Regions from separate parts of the Mus musculus genome. Here region 2 is linked to region 1. The links are chromatin contacts, called in public promoter capture Hi-C maps. All regions are on one chromosome and are shown on one strand. The core of a region is the stretch at or near the end of the contact, and the rest is flanking DNA. Distances in the headings are between cores, read along the strand shown.

The links. Promoter capture Hi-C pulls out the DNA fragments that hold promoters and counts their contacts.
Region 2: a contact with region 1 is called in a promoter capture Hi-C map of liver, with 2.2 times the contacts expected there. The contact joins the promoter of Rnf7 here to the promoter of Atr in region 1. A contact is called at or near these places in 2 of 39 promoter capture datasets (erythroid cells and liver).

Annotation. Positions count from the first base shown.
Region 1 is chr9:95,852,858-95,860,553 of GRCm38.p6, reverse strand. Atr (ataxia telangiectasia and Rad3 related) reads right to left here and starts at 2,957. Exons shown (of 47, transcript NM_019864.1): 1 at 2,771-2,957. The coding sequence starts at 2,829. It overlaps 1700065D16Rik (RIKEN cDNA 1700065D16 gene), which reads left to right and starts at 2,672. Exons shown (of 2, transcript NM_001271569.1): 1 at 2,672-3,047; 2 at 4,994-5,136. The coding sequence starts at 2,798. The coding sequence ends at 5,106.
Region 2 is chr9:96,474,225-96,481,114 of GRCm38.p6, reverse strand. Rnf7 (ring finger protein 7) reads left to right here and starts at 2,440. Exons shown (of 3, transcript NM_011279.3): 1 at 2,440-2,707. The coding sequence starts at 2,533.

The DNA.
Region 1 (7,696 bases), core at 1,708-4,207:
AAGCCTGGGATATAAATGCAATTGTGATTAATAAGACCAGAGAGATACCTAGGCTAGCTAGAAGAGCCGTAAGGAGACACAGAAAAACTGAGGTTTATTCTAAATGCCACAAAGGTTGGAATTTCACAAAAGGAACACTGGCTAGGATCAGATCAATTTTAGAAAACATCTTTTGATTTTATTTTGATAAAATATAAATTACATAATGTTTACTATTTCATTATTTTAAAGTGTATATACTTCTATAGAATTAAGTTCAGCACATTACTACCACTCATGTAAAGAACTTTTTAACCTTCCCAAGCAGCAACTCTACACCTAATAAGCAATAATTTACCATTTCTCCTCTTTTATTCCCTGGCAATATTCATTCCACTATTTTATCTTCATGAGCTTGACTATTTTAAGGTTTCTTCTATTTATGGTATATTTACCTGTTTGTGACTTTTTTTTTAAGATTTATTTATTATTATATCTAAGTACACTGTAGCCATCTTCAGACACACCAGAAGAGGGCATTAGATCTCATTACGGATGGTTATGAGCCACCATGTGGTTGCTGGGATTTGAACTCATGACCTTCTGAAGAGCAATCAGTGCTCTTAACTGCTGAGCCATCTCTCCAGCCCCTGTGACTTATTTCTTAATTCAGTGGTTCTCAACCTTCCTAATATGTGAACTTTAATGCAGTTCCTCAATTCTTGGTGACTCAACTATAAAATTATTCTCATTACTACTTCATCATTATAATTTTGCTAGTTATGAATCATAATGTATATATTTTTGGAAAGAGGGGTTTACCTACAGGTTGAAACTCACTAGCTTTGTTGTAGCATATTAGAATGTCTTTCCTCATCATACTGAATAATACCATGTTTATGCCACGTTTGGGAGGATTATATTTACTCATCTGTTGAGCATTTGCTTCCACCACTGAGCTATTGTGAATATCAATGCTTTGATGAGCAAAAGTGTAAACATATATGTTCAAATCCCTGTTATAAATTCTTTTGGGTATATATTATAAAGAATTGTCATGTTATGAGGTAACTACTCTATTTACCCTCCTCCTTTAGTAGCACCTTCATTCCACTTCACAACCGTTAAGTTACACTATTTTACTTCTATACTAACAATGTACCACAGGGTCCAATTTCCCCATATCCTTACCATTTCTTTTACATATCAATAGTTATTGTAATGGTCTGAAATGGAATCTCCTTGTTTTGTTTTTGAGGAGGGTTAAGTTCTCACTATAGAGCCCCTTTTAATACCTTGATAGCTCAAGCTGTCCTCAAACTCAGTGAGCCTCTTGTCTTGGCCTCCCAAGTCATCTCACCAACTTCCTTGTGTGGTTTGGATTTGTCTCCCTTACTTTTAATCATATCAAACATCTGTGTTTTCCTTTACTTATTAGCTATTTTATATTCTCTCTGGAGAAAAATCTCAATTTCCTTATTCATTTTTTTCATCAAACTTTTTTATTGTTGAATTATGTAAGTTTTTAATATATTAATAGCTGTTAAACTTAAAATTTTAATCATTTTAAAAAGTCTGTATGCGCATGTGAGATATATATGTATGTATGTACATATGAATATAGGTTCTTGTGCCACGGTACATGAGTTAAGGACAGGGAACAACCTCAGGTGTTGGTCCCTGCCTTCCAGAATTTCAGTGATGACAAAATTTGTATTATCAGTTTTCCAAAATCACTTTATCTCATATACTTTTAGACAGAAATTACTAAATTCAAATTTTTAATGATTTTTTTTTTTGCTCCCACAAAGTCTATTTGCCACATTCATGCAAAGTAAAAAAACAAACATACAAACAAAAAAACCCTTCAGACAGTACAAAAGTGGTCTTTTCATTTATCCTCTAATTTAGGTTTTCGGTTTTTGGTATGGCCAACAGGAGGAAATGAACATCGCTGCGGTGCAAAACTAAAAGGAAACTGATAGCTCACAGACTTAAGGTCAGCACTAACTCTACGTGCAAACTTTCCAGCCTGAGAGAACCGACTTGAGAACTCAATGGCTGCGGTGTCCTGACAGAGGAAAACCTAGAGCGCAGAAGGGGCGTGGCAAGCGCTAATTTCTGATTGGAACCCGGTTCTCCTTTGACTCTCGAGGTTGACAGAAACAAGGGGTTTGCTTCCCCCCACCCCCTTTTTTCTCTTGTCTTTGTCTTTCCAGAGGCAAGGTCTCACTATTTAGTCCTGGCTGGCCTAGGGGCACCTCTGCCACCCAAATTCTGGGATTGAAGGCGGCGAGCCTCAAAGAGGCAACTGCAGATGAACACCAACGCGTGTTTTAGTTTGGGGGACGCTGTGCACGTTGGACTCCGTGGACCCGTGGCCAGTCCCGGGGACTTCCGACTAGAGTAGCGGGCTGGCCGACGCTCGGCCTCTCTCGGAGGAGAAACCGCCGCGCTTCCCTCAGAAGCGGGGCCGTGATTCCCAAACAAAACCTCAGCCAATGGATTCCGTCAACAACGACCAAAGGACCAGGACCCGGGGGAAGTTTTCGGGAAGCAAACGAGTGTGGTAAGATGGCCAGAAGAGACCCTTCTCGAGGCCAAGCGGGAAGCAGCTCGCGTGGACTGGCTCCCCGCGAGCCGAGCCGCGGCTGCCACGGTCACCCCGGCACGTGGGTCGCCACGGCGCTCCGGCCAACTGCCACTGTGAGGGAGGGAACGGCGGCCACAGGCCGCGGCGCGGGCCGAGGAGACCCGGCGACTCGAAGCTGGCGACGACGCGCGGCCCTACCTGGCCAACTCCCGCAGGGCGGGGATCATGGACGCCAGCTCCAGCCCGTGGTCGCCCATGGTGACACCGAGCGGCTCTCAAAACAGCCGCCGCCGGCGCCGGGCTTCTCCACAGCCGCCTCCGGTGGAGAGGGCGGAGCGTCGACGGAGCCCCGCGAGGTCCAAAATTCTCCTCCCGGAAGCCGCTCTCGGTTGCGGTTGGAACCCTGGGGAAATCCCAGAGGCGACAGGGGCGGAGCCGACAGCGGACGTGCCCGCCCACTTTCCCTCCCAGGCGAGTGCGTGACCTACTCCACGGGTATTTTTTGCTCAAACCTGGATGCTCAGGGAAGCCGTAAGCTAGGATCTGGGTCGGAGAGGGACCTGACGACCCAACAAAGTTAGATATTTCACTATGTTCGAATGGCATATTTAACTAGGTAAGGCCATGCAGTAATCCTTACATTTGCTGTTTAGGACACAAGGGTAATTATTGATACAACCTCCAAAAATAAAATTAAAAAGTGGTGGAATGGCAGCCAGATGCGCTCTGACTGCAAAGCTGTACTTTGAACACCCATCCCTTTGCCCCGTTTCCTTCAGTGATGCCCTGTGACGAGGAACTTTAAGCTGAAGCAAACCTTTTCCTTCCCAGGTCACTTTCCATCATTGTGTTCCATCACAGCAATAGAAACCTAACATAGGACAGGCAACTATGAAAAATAGTGTATCTGCTAAAAAGCAAGAAAAGCTAGCTATTTTGAAATCATGTTGAGAAAGATGACAATAATGACAGAGCTGAGGGCACAGTCCAGTGGAAGAGCACTAACCTAGCTCGTGAGGCTCGGGCACAGAGGACCTAGAGTACTAAACAAACTACAGTTAAACGATTTTAAAAAAGAAGGCATAGTTGCACATGCCTACAATCCCCTTACTTTGGGTATAGAGGCAGAAGGATCAAGAGTTCAAAGCCATCCTTAGCTCTATAATGAGCTCAAGGGCAGTCTGGGATACAGGGGAACCCTGTCTCAAAAAACAAAACAAAACCAAAAGCCACTACCACCACCACCAACAACAACAACAACCCAGTATGTAATTCATCACTGAGTAGCACTGCAGTTCTGAAGTGCAGGACCCCAAACAGCAGAGCTCTGGCAAATCTAATCCAAAAAGCAATTTTTGAAACAATTATTTGTTTTTCACTTTACATTCCAATACCACCCCCTCTCCTCCCAGTGCCGTTGGTGGGCCACCATGGGCAGTCCACATATGTCCTAGGCTATCTGTGAATATGATCCAACACAACTGAGGGACAGCACCATCACCCAGTGTCGGTAAGTGGTAGGGAGGTACTGATAGCTCTCCACAGAGTGACAATAAGCTGGCCACAGCACTACATGGCTATAATTCTAGCACTTTAGAGGCGGAGGCAGCATGGTAACCAGCTTAAGCCGCCTTAGGTTACATGGTGAGGCACAGTCTGAAACAATAGCAAGAGCTAGTCAAAGCTACCCTTGAGTTTGGAGGGGGGTGCAAATCAGAATGAAAGGAAGCTGGCAGCCATTTATCTGGACAGCCTTAGTGATACACCAATAAATGAGAGGCAGATGCCAAGGCCAGTGTCGGTCCTCCCTCTGAGGACTCTCTCTCTCTGCCAAACTCTGCAGAAGAATTTTTCGTAAGGCTGATTCTATTTTCATCTCCCATTCAGTCCTAACCCAGTATTTATTATACTCTGCCCTTGTGTCCCTCCCCCTCCCTGCCCTAATTCTCCCCAGAATCACCAACAGTTTCTCTTTTTCTCCTGTTGCTGCTGTTGTTGTTGCTTATTGAGATTGGGTCCCCCATAGCCCAGGCTGGCCTTGAGCTCACTATGTAGCTGAGGATGACCTTGAACTGCTGATCTTCATCCCACCTTCTGGGTACTGGGATTACAGGCAGGTGCCTCTATATTTAGTTTACATAGAGCTAGAGCTAGAGCTCAGACTCATGGTGTGGTGGTTTGAAGGAGAATGACCCCCAGAGGCTCATATATTTGAACACTTGGCATCCCCAGTTGGTGGAACTGTTTAGGAAGGATTGCTGGAGGAGGAGTGTCACTAGGAATGGGGGCAGGTGGACTTTTAGATTTCAAAAGCCAATGCCATTTCCAATTACTTCTTTCTCTCTCCCTCTTCCTCTTCCTTCTCTTCCCTCCCCGTTCTCCCTGTCTCCCCATTCACTCGTCTCTCTTCCCTCTGTCCAGTGCTTGTGGATCAAGATGTAAGCACTCAGCTAATTCACCAGCGCCATGCCTGCCTGCCTGTCGCTTTGGTCTCTGCCATAATAGTCATGGATTCCAACCCTCTGAAACTGTAAGCAAACCCCCAATAAACTGTTAATCTCTAAGTTGCCTTGGTCATAGTGTCTCTTTTTCCAGCAACAGAACAGCAACTAAGACTCATGCCTTCCTTTATGCTAGACAGACACCTAGACAGACCTTCCAGATGATCTTGGAAGCAGCCCCACAGACTGGGATCACACCCCTGAAATCTTTCTCTCCTTTCAAAGCTGCTGTAAGGAACTGACAGGCGCAGCTAGCTGTGGTCAGGAGTCTCACAAGCCTGCATGCCTCTGTCCTCACAGCACTCATAAAAAACAATAGCCTCATCTCACTACCTCACTGCTGCCCAGGGGCCAAGGCAGCTTGACTAATGTCACACATTAACTACCCCATTCCCCTAGCCAGTGTCTCCTTGACTCCTGTCATCCATGTCCCGCAACACAGGTCATCTATTAACTAAGCCTGCTTCCTCAGAGTGCAAGGATCACACCCTCCCTTAGAAGCCTTTAAGAATGTGCACTGGCTTGGTTTTGTATGCTGGGGACTGAAGCCTCTTTCCTTAGGCCCCAGCTGTTCTGCCTGTGGAGTTAATAACTGTCTTAATAAAGCTCTCAGTGCCTTCCTCCCGGGTCCACCTCCCCTCCTCTCATGGCTTTCAGATGGCTAAGTCCAATAGAGACTGATCACTTTTTTCTTCTTACACGATTTGCCGGTCTAGATTGCTGCATCCCTGGAATGTGTTCTCTGATTAGCCCGTGTTTTAGCAGTATGTCCTTTGCCATCTTTCTTCACTTTTCCTTAGGGGTTTCCCCCTCTCTTTTTTCTTTTTCCCCCTCCCCAACTGCACGGCACCAGGGGTCTTCATTGCTCCTTTTTATTCTTGGGTAACTTTATTCCTTCTGAAGACCTCAGGTAACTCCCATCGCTTGAGCACTCTGGAGCTCACTACCTGTTCCCTGCGAACTCTTCGGGCTCTGTTTCATCTGTCTACCTCTTTACCGGATTTTACTACCTTAAATGTTCTCAGGCACTTTATTTTTGTTTGTTTGTTTTTTTTAATAACAAGAAAACAAAGCAGAACACGTCTACAGGGAAGGCGAGCTAGACCGGGTCTCACATGCTTAGACTAGCCTTGAACGCTTGCTTCTCCTCCTCCACCTCCCAAAGACAGGGCTTTCAGAGCTGCACTAACACAAATATAACAAAAGTAGGTAAATAAATCTACCACCCACCCAAGAGTTCTCTCATTTGGTCAAGTCTCTGTCCCCACTGTTCCCACTTGGGCATCTGACCTGGGACCTTGTGCAAGTATTCTACTGAACTACACACCCCAGCCTTCACCAGTCTCTGTTAATTTACGAACACCCTTCCAATGCCCCCTTTCCCCAGGTGGGTAATTTTAAATGAAATCCCAGATGTACCATCAATGTATCTGTGATTGCTTTGGTTTGTATTTCTAGAATTCTATTTCCTAAATATCAAACCCACAGATTTCCTGTCAGATCTCATCACCACATTCTGTTCTCAGTTGATCATCACGCCTTGTCTAACTTATTTCCCAAGCGTTCTAGGGTGTGTTAGTGCAGGTCTGTAATCCCAGTCTTTGGGAGGTGGAGGCTGGAGGAGCTGGGGCTCAAGGCTAGTCTGGGTACGTGGGGCCCTGTCTAGCTTGGTTTCCCAAGGCTTACTTTTTCTTTAACCCATCCTCTATATTGGGGGCTTCCTGCCTTTTTTTTTAGGTTAATAGTATTGTTAAAAAAATTTAAATATATGTTTTAAGTTTTGCTTGTTTTGTTTGAGACAGGGTCTTGGTGTGTACCATTGGCCAACCTGCAACTCAATCCAAGCTGGCCTTGAACTTGCAATGATTCTATTACCTACCATACCCCTGTCTCCTGAATGTGGGGATTACAGTGTGAACCACTATGTCCAGGAAGTATATGTCTTTGTGTACAGGTTTTATTAAGCATGTAGATTCAGTACTACATTCTACAATACATAATGTAAATCGTAAAATATAAATCTTAAGTGAGATTATGTAAGCCACTTTAGAAATTACTTTCTGTACTTAAATGTCTACTGCCTTAGTATACAAACTCATTTGGTAATTTGTGTATTTTCCTTTCTGTGGTGTTGAGGACAGAACCTAGGGCCTCATGCATGCGTGTCTAGCATTTGGGAAGATGGTGTTTGGGGAGGCAGGTGAAGCTCTAAAGCAGAAAGTTTGGTATATCCAATGTCCCTGCTATTTGCTAAGCTTTGTGTCCTAGGAGTGTGAACAAAGTTATACTAACCAACCTGAAAATTTTTCATTAGTCATGTATATAGGATTTTCCGTTAGTGAGAGTTACTATCAAAATGGCCGCTAGGTGGCAGTACAGCCCCATTGAGACTTTTGTGACTGCAGTGCTGAACATGCTGTTTTTCATTTACTGTATTATGTCAGGGTTTCATTGTATAATGCACCGTGGAAAGGGCATACATTTTAGTAAATCCTAAATGAGACAAGAGTGTAAACAGTTTCAAAGTTTCTGTACTTGGTATATGAGTTAGTTCTGTTATTGGTGCATTGTTACTTTTTGTGGCGCTGGCTATAGAATATGAGGCCTCTGCATGCTTACTTAA
Region 2 (6,890 bases), core at 1,191-3,690, 620 kb before region 1:
AGGCTGTTTCAACAGAGTGGTGAAATAGCCGACTCCAACTGAGTCCAGAAGAGAGTCTGGGCTAGCCTGAGTCACAGGGAGAGAGCCGAGCTGGCTCAGAGGCTAAGAGCACTGGCTGTTCATCCAGAGGACCCTGGTTCAATGCCCAGCACCCACACGGCAGCTCATTATAGTCTGTAATTCCCGTTCTAGGGCTTCTGATACCCTCATGAAGACACACACATCTGCAGGCAAAACACCAAAGGACCATCCTGAGTTCATTCCTGCCTTTGCTTTGAGGGATAGTGATCTAGATGTATAAGCCAAACAGTTTTCTCCCTCAGGGGCTTTGGAACGCTGCCTTTATCATAGAAACAGAAAGAAAACTAACGCCCTCCCTCCTCTTCTTAAACCTCCTCTTCCTTTATTCACCAGGTGTACAAACTCCAAGCCCAGGCTGCCTTTTGTCTCTTCTGTGAATTCTAACTTCTACAAATTAAAGCCTGCCATTTTTCTGACTAACCTCGGCTGTGTAGTTCACAGGCTGCCGCCAAGGACTGAATTTAAGAAGCCCCGGAGAGCTTTTCCTCTTCAGCCACAGGGAAGATTATTTTCATAAAGATGAATGGCAGGAAGGAATGAGGAGTGGAGAAATAAACAGTGGAAACTCAATCGCGATGGGAATAAGGTCTTTCCTGAAGGGCTCAAACGTGTTTGTGTTAAAGGGAAGTCTCTAAAACAAAACCAAGCATCTCTCTCCCAGTGTTCTCAACAAAGGAATAAAGACTCTCCCGCAGAGGAAGTGACCACAGAAACGCCATCTTGTGCCATCTTGTCCCGACTCCCTGTGCATTGGCTTAGGCACTTCTCAGTCCTCTCCTCACCCACCTCCATGCCCACATCTACCCTCCCAGCACATTTGGGACTTCTGTGGCCTGGACCATGGTCCCGATGTATAAACCAAAATAATTAATGTAAACTAAAATAACTGAAGAAGGCACAAGTCAAAAGTAACTTTCATGTTACGTCTGGAAAAAAAAATCACCATGTTCTGTCAGAAATGAACGTTTCAAGATTGTTCTGTCATCTGACTTTCATGTGAGTTGTGGTCTTTGTGGGGTTTGCCTTTAGAAACACCGTATCCCTGAGCTGCGACACCAAGAGACTCTGAGGCATGCGCCGGAATTTGGTCCTGCACGAATAAAGGACTCGTACTTTTTTGTTTGTTTTTGTTTTTCGAGACAAGGCTTCTCTGTGTAGCCTTGGTTGCCCGAAACTTGATTTGTAGACCAGGCTGGCCTTATAACTCACAAGGATCCACCTGCTGCTGTCTCCCAAGTGCTCAGAGTAAGGTGTGCACGGCCACTGCCCCATATACTTCTAATTGGCTTAACCGGTAAGGATGGACACCACCACCCCCGTTGGTAAGAGTAGCCTGAAGGATGGCGGTGGACGTGAGCTGAGCACGAGGCAGGAACATTTGTTTTGCTTTTTCATCCAAGCTTTCCTTCAATGCTGGCCAAGTGATCTGAGACAAAGCCTGGTGGGAGGGACCTAACCACAGTCCCAGGGGCCCACTGCCTGGCCCTTCCCTGGCTGGCTCACTCTGCTTTCTCCCCAGCACACATTTGCTTAAGCATTGCGTTCTTGCCCTTCTGCTTACCTATTCTCTGTCACCTGAGAACAATAACAAACAAACAAACAAACAAACAAATGTAGTGTCTGGAGGGATGACTCAGTGGTTAAAACCATGGTCTGTTCTTCCAAACGACCGGGGTTCAATCCTCAGCACCTCCATGGCAGATCACAACTGTCTGTAACTCCAGGTCCTTTCCAAGGAATCTGACACCTCACAGCAATGCACATAAAATAAAGTTTAAAAAAACATATATTTTGTTTGTTTGCTTGCTTGCTTGCTTGCTTGCTTGTTGCGAGACAGGGTTTCTCTGTATAGCCCTGGCTGTCCTGGAACGCACTTTGTAACCAGGCTGGCCTTGAACTCAGAAATCCGCCTGCCTCTGCCTCCCGAGTGCTGGGATTAAAGGTGTGAGCTACCACGCCCGGCTGCCGAAAAACCAAAAATAAATAAATAAATAAATAAATAAATAAATAAATAAATAAATAAATAAATGAATCTGAATTCAAGGCCAACCATTTTGTAAGATACGGAGGTTACAGTGATGAGAATTCTGTCCCTACTCTTGATAGTTTTACATTTGGGAGAAAGGAGACAAATGAAGACAGGGACGATGTGATTTCTGAGACTCCCCCGAGTTTAATACAATGTAACTCCAGACAATGCTCGCTTACTGACCCGGGCCTGCCCTACAGCAACTGGCCTTTGGCCACTTTAGCAAGCGCTGGGGTTCTCTGTACAGGCCTTGCCCAGCCCCTCGTGACGTCACTGGCGCGCGCCATCCAATCATCGCCGTCTGGCTCCGCCCGCCCGCCCGTGCCTGCGGGAGGCTCCGTGGCGTGTGTTGTGGCCCCGCTGAGCCACCGTACCTCCCGCCTCCGCGCCCAACGTCCGCGTCGCCGTTCTGCGCCGCCGCCATGGCCGACGTGGAGGACGGCGAGGAACCCTGCGTCCTTTCTTCGCACTCCGGGAGCGCAGGCTCCAAGTCGGGAGGCGACAAGATGTTCTCTCTCAAGAAGTGGAACGCGGTAGCCATGTGGAGCTGGGACGTTGAGTGCGATACCTGTGCCATCTGCAGGGTCCAGGTGATGGGTAAGCGATGCAGGCGAAGCCGGGACCGCGAGCTGGGCCGAGCCGGCGAGTGCTGGGCCGGGCCGGGCCGCCAGACACGGGATGGTTCCTATGGGGGCGGGGGGGAGGGGGCGTGACCGGGATACCCGAGGGGAACCTCCGGCCCTGCGGCCAGCAAATCTCCCAGCGGATCCCTCGCGTAGATCTGAGGGTTGGGATGTTCGTCTTTGAGATGCTCTCACGTTCCTCAGGATTAGAGCTTGCCCATTTAGCCGAGGTTGGCTTAGAACCCAGGAGGGCGCACCTCCCAAAAACTGGAAATTGCGAGCCTGCGCCACTATACGGATTCTGTCTCATAACCGAAATGAGGCTCAGTGACCGGAGAGATGTTTCCACAGTTAAGAGCACAAGCTTGTTCTTAACAGAGAACCCGGGTTCGATTTTCCACACCCACATGGCAACTCACCACCCTCTAACTCCTGTTCCAATAACTCCAGCACCCCATTATGGCCCTTGAGGGCATTAGGCACATTTGGTATGCAAACCCAGATGCAGGTAGCATAAACATAAAATTTTAGATTACTGTGAGGTTGCTTTACAGGGCGACTGGGGAGTAGTTGAAATAGATTTCTGCAGTTTGAAAATGTGCGCGTTTCTTGGCTTTGAGACTTTAAACGTAGCATCAAGAGATTCCACAGTCTATTCTTTGTCTTTGGACTTGCTTCATCAGGGCTCCCAAACTTTACTTTTTACATTTAATTGTAGACCCAGACACTAGTTTCTATGTAGAATCTGATTTGACTAAAACACTAAAATCCAGCTGTTCCACCCCTCATCCTTGCTTAGGAGCTGGGCAGTGATTTCCATTTTAGGGTTGAGTGTGGTTGCGAATGTCTGAAATGCCAGCACTCGGGAGGCTGAGGCATGGGGGCAGAGGCAGCACAAGCTTTGCTTAGAAATTTTATTCTGGCCAGGTGTGGTGATATCTTTAAACTTAGTACTCGAGAAGCAAAGATAAACAGATCTCTGTGCGCCTTAGGCCAGCCTGGTCTACACAACCAAGGCTAAGTAGTGGGACCCCATCTTAAAAACAAATAATGAATAAATCTTTTTTGTTTGTTTTGGTTTTTTCGAGACAGGGTTTCTCTGTGTAGCCCTGGCTGTCCTGGAACTCACTTTGTAGACCAGGCTGGCCTCCAACTCAGAAATCCACCTGCCTCTGCCTCCCGAGTGCTGAAATTAAAGGGGTCCACCACCACGCCCGCTTTTTTTTTTTAAATCATCATCATCATTATTTTATTACCCTGTTGTTAATGGTGCATTCTTTAATCCCAGCACTTGGGAGCCATAGGCAGGTGGGTCTCTTGAGTTCCATGACAACCTGATCTAACAGCAAATTCCAGGATAGCCAGTACTACACAAGAAACCCTGTCTTTAAAAACAACAAAATTTACTTAGAGTTGTGGTGGGGGCGGACACATAGAAGAACTCTGTGTGTGTGTGTGTGTGTGTGTGTGTGTGTGTGTGTGTGTGTGTGTGTGAGTGTGAGTGTGACATAGAAGAAGAGTATTGGGAGTTGCTTCTTTTCTCCTGCCATGTGGGTCCCAAGGCTTAAACTCATGCAAGCACTTTAATTTTTGAGCAGTCTATCTGGCCAGAGATTGGCTTTTTGTTTGTTTGTTTTTCGAGACAGGGTTTCTCTGTGTAGACCAGGCTGGCCTCGAACTCAGAAATCCACCTGCCTCTGCCTCCCAGGCACTGGGATTAAAGGCGTACACCACCACACCCGGCTGAGATTGGCTTTTAAATATATATAGTTAAGTTTGTTTGTTTGTTTATTCTGGGCGTGGTGGCACACACCTTTTAATCCCGCACTTGGGAGGCAGAAGATGGATCTCTGATTTCAAGGCCAACTTGGTCTACTTAATGATCTCTAAGACGGCCATCCAGGTTTATGTAGAGAGCCTGTCTCAACCTACCCCACCCCTAACATTGTTAAATTTTAGTTTAATGAATGCACATGTATGGAGGGTATGGACATATGTGTTTAAGAGCCCGTGGATCCCTCTGGAGCTGGGGTTATGGCAGTTGTGAGCTCCCTGGGCCGGGCACTGGGACTAAACTTGACATCCTGTTTGAGAGTTCTTACACTGAGCCATCTCTCAGGCCCTGACTTTTCATAATCTTAAAGTTATTTATTTGCCTTCTTTTTTTTTTTATAGTTTTTTTTTTTTTTTAAGATTTATTTATTTATTATATGTAAGTACATTGTAGCTGTCTTCAGACACTCCAGAAGAGGGCATCAGATCTTGTTACAGATGGTTGTGAGCCACCATGTGGTTGCTGGGATTTGAACTCCGGACCTTCGGAAGAGCAGTCGGGTGCTCTTACCCACTGAGCCATCTCACCAGCCCCTTATTTGCCTTCTTATTCCAAAGTTGGCCTGTCACCCAGTTGCAGTGTGGGTAATCTCTCCCTTGGGTTCCACCTATACCCTGTACAGCCAGAGTAGAGTGCCTGCTTGTGATAACTTAGAGATTTCACAATGGCTGTTTGGAGCTTTGGTTTCCTACTTATTAAAAAGGTGGCGGCCAGAGCTAGAGCAGCCGCAGGTGTCATCAGCACACCGGGTGGTTTGCTTGCCTCCCTTCTCCATTTCCTAGTGAGCTCCATGGGGGACAGCCTTGGCTGTTTTGTCATCCCAAGGCTTAAATCCTAGAAGAGTGGGTGTTTAGTAACTATGGATAAAGCCCAAGGAGGCAGTTTTATATCTATATAGAAGAGGCCAGGATGGCTGTGGGGTTTTTGTTTGAAGGTAATAGTGTGTGGAAAGAAACAAATGCCTGGGCTTGAGCCAGAGTAAGGAGAGGAAGCAGCCCCACAGTTGCTATTTTTACAGAATTCTTTTTTATTTTTTCCTTTTGGACAAATCACTCGTTAGCAACACAGTGGAGAGGTGCGGGGAGACTAGTTCTGGGGCTAGAGAGATGGCTCAGAGGTTAAGAGCACCGGCTGTTCTTCCAAAGGACCCAGGTTCAATTTCCTAACATCCACATGGCAGCTCACAGCTCTCTGTAATTCCAGTTCCAGGGGATCTGACACCCTCACACAGACACACATGCAGTCAGAACACCAATGTGCGTAAAGAACGTAAAGGGAAGGAGTTGTCCTGATCTCAGAGCAGGCCTACTGCCTCAGCCTCCTTAGCTCACTGATGGGGACCATGAATCACCACACTCATATTTTCTTCTCCAGCCTCTTTTTCTCTTTCTGGGTCTGGAGCGATGACTCTGTGTTAAGGGCATATACAGCTCTTGCAGAGGACCTGGAATCAAAACCTACCACCAATGTGAGCAACTCACAAACTGCCTAAGCTCTAGCTCCAGGGGTCCCGAGCACCTCTGACCTGCAAGGGCACCTGCATGCACATGTACAGAACCACATTGAGACCCATAACATAATTAAAAACAAAAGCCTTTTCTGTTGATTTGAGCTAATTTGGACTACTAATAGAGTTAAAGAATGAATTTATTTCATTGGCTCCTCAAGCATAGTACTGATTGAATTTTATAAACTGCTGAATTTAGAGATTTAGAACTTAGGTTCCCGTTCTTAGTATTTACTCCTAAGTAATTTGTTCAAGTACTTTGTCAGTGCTGAGTGACTGCATTGAGGACTAGGGGTTCGAGTCATCCTAGGCTATCTAGTTTGAGGCCAGCCTGTGCAACATGAAACCCAGTCTCAAAAACAAAGGAAAGGAATTTTGCTTATGAAAACAACTAGAAAAAGCCTTTAACTTTCAAGTAGAGTCACATAGCTTAAAAATGAAGGGAGTATATGTGGAAACGTCATTACTGAACAGGGCTGGGGCATGTGCCTGTGATTCCCAAACTTTGAAGAAGGTAGAGGCAGGATTTTAAGGTTGATCGTCCAAGTGTGGCAGTTCAGGTTAGTGGATAACTGGGCTATATGAGGCCCGATCTCAAAAACAAGATCTTTAGTAGTTCCTGTAGTATTCTTCTAGATCCTGTGTGTATATAATCAAATAATCAATATACCGTTATGGCTTACTTATAGTGGTATCTTGAAAGTAAATACCCCTGACTTTGATCCATGTGTGTGAGCAAGCTGTTGTCTTGCAATAACCTTTTTGGCATCTCTGTCTCGGGTGACTTCTTCTAGTGCAGTTGCCAAGCTATTTTGT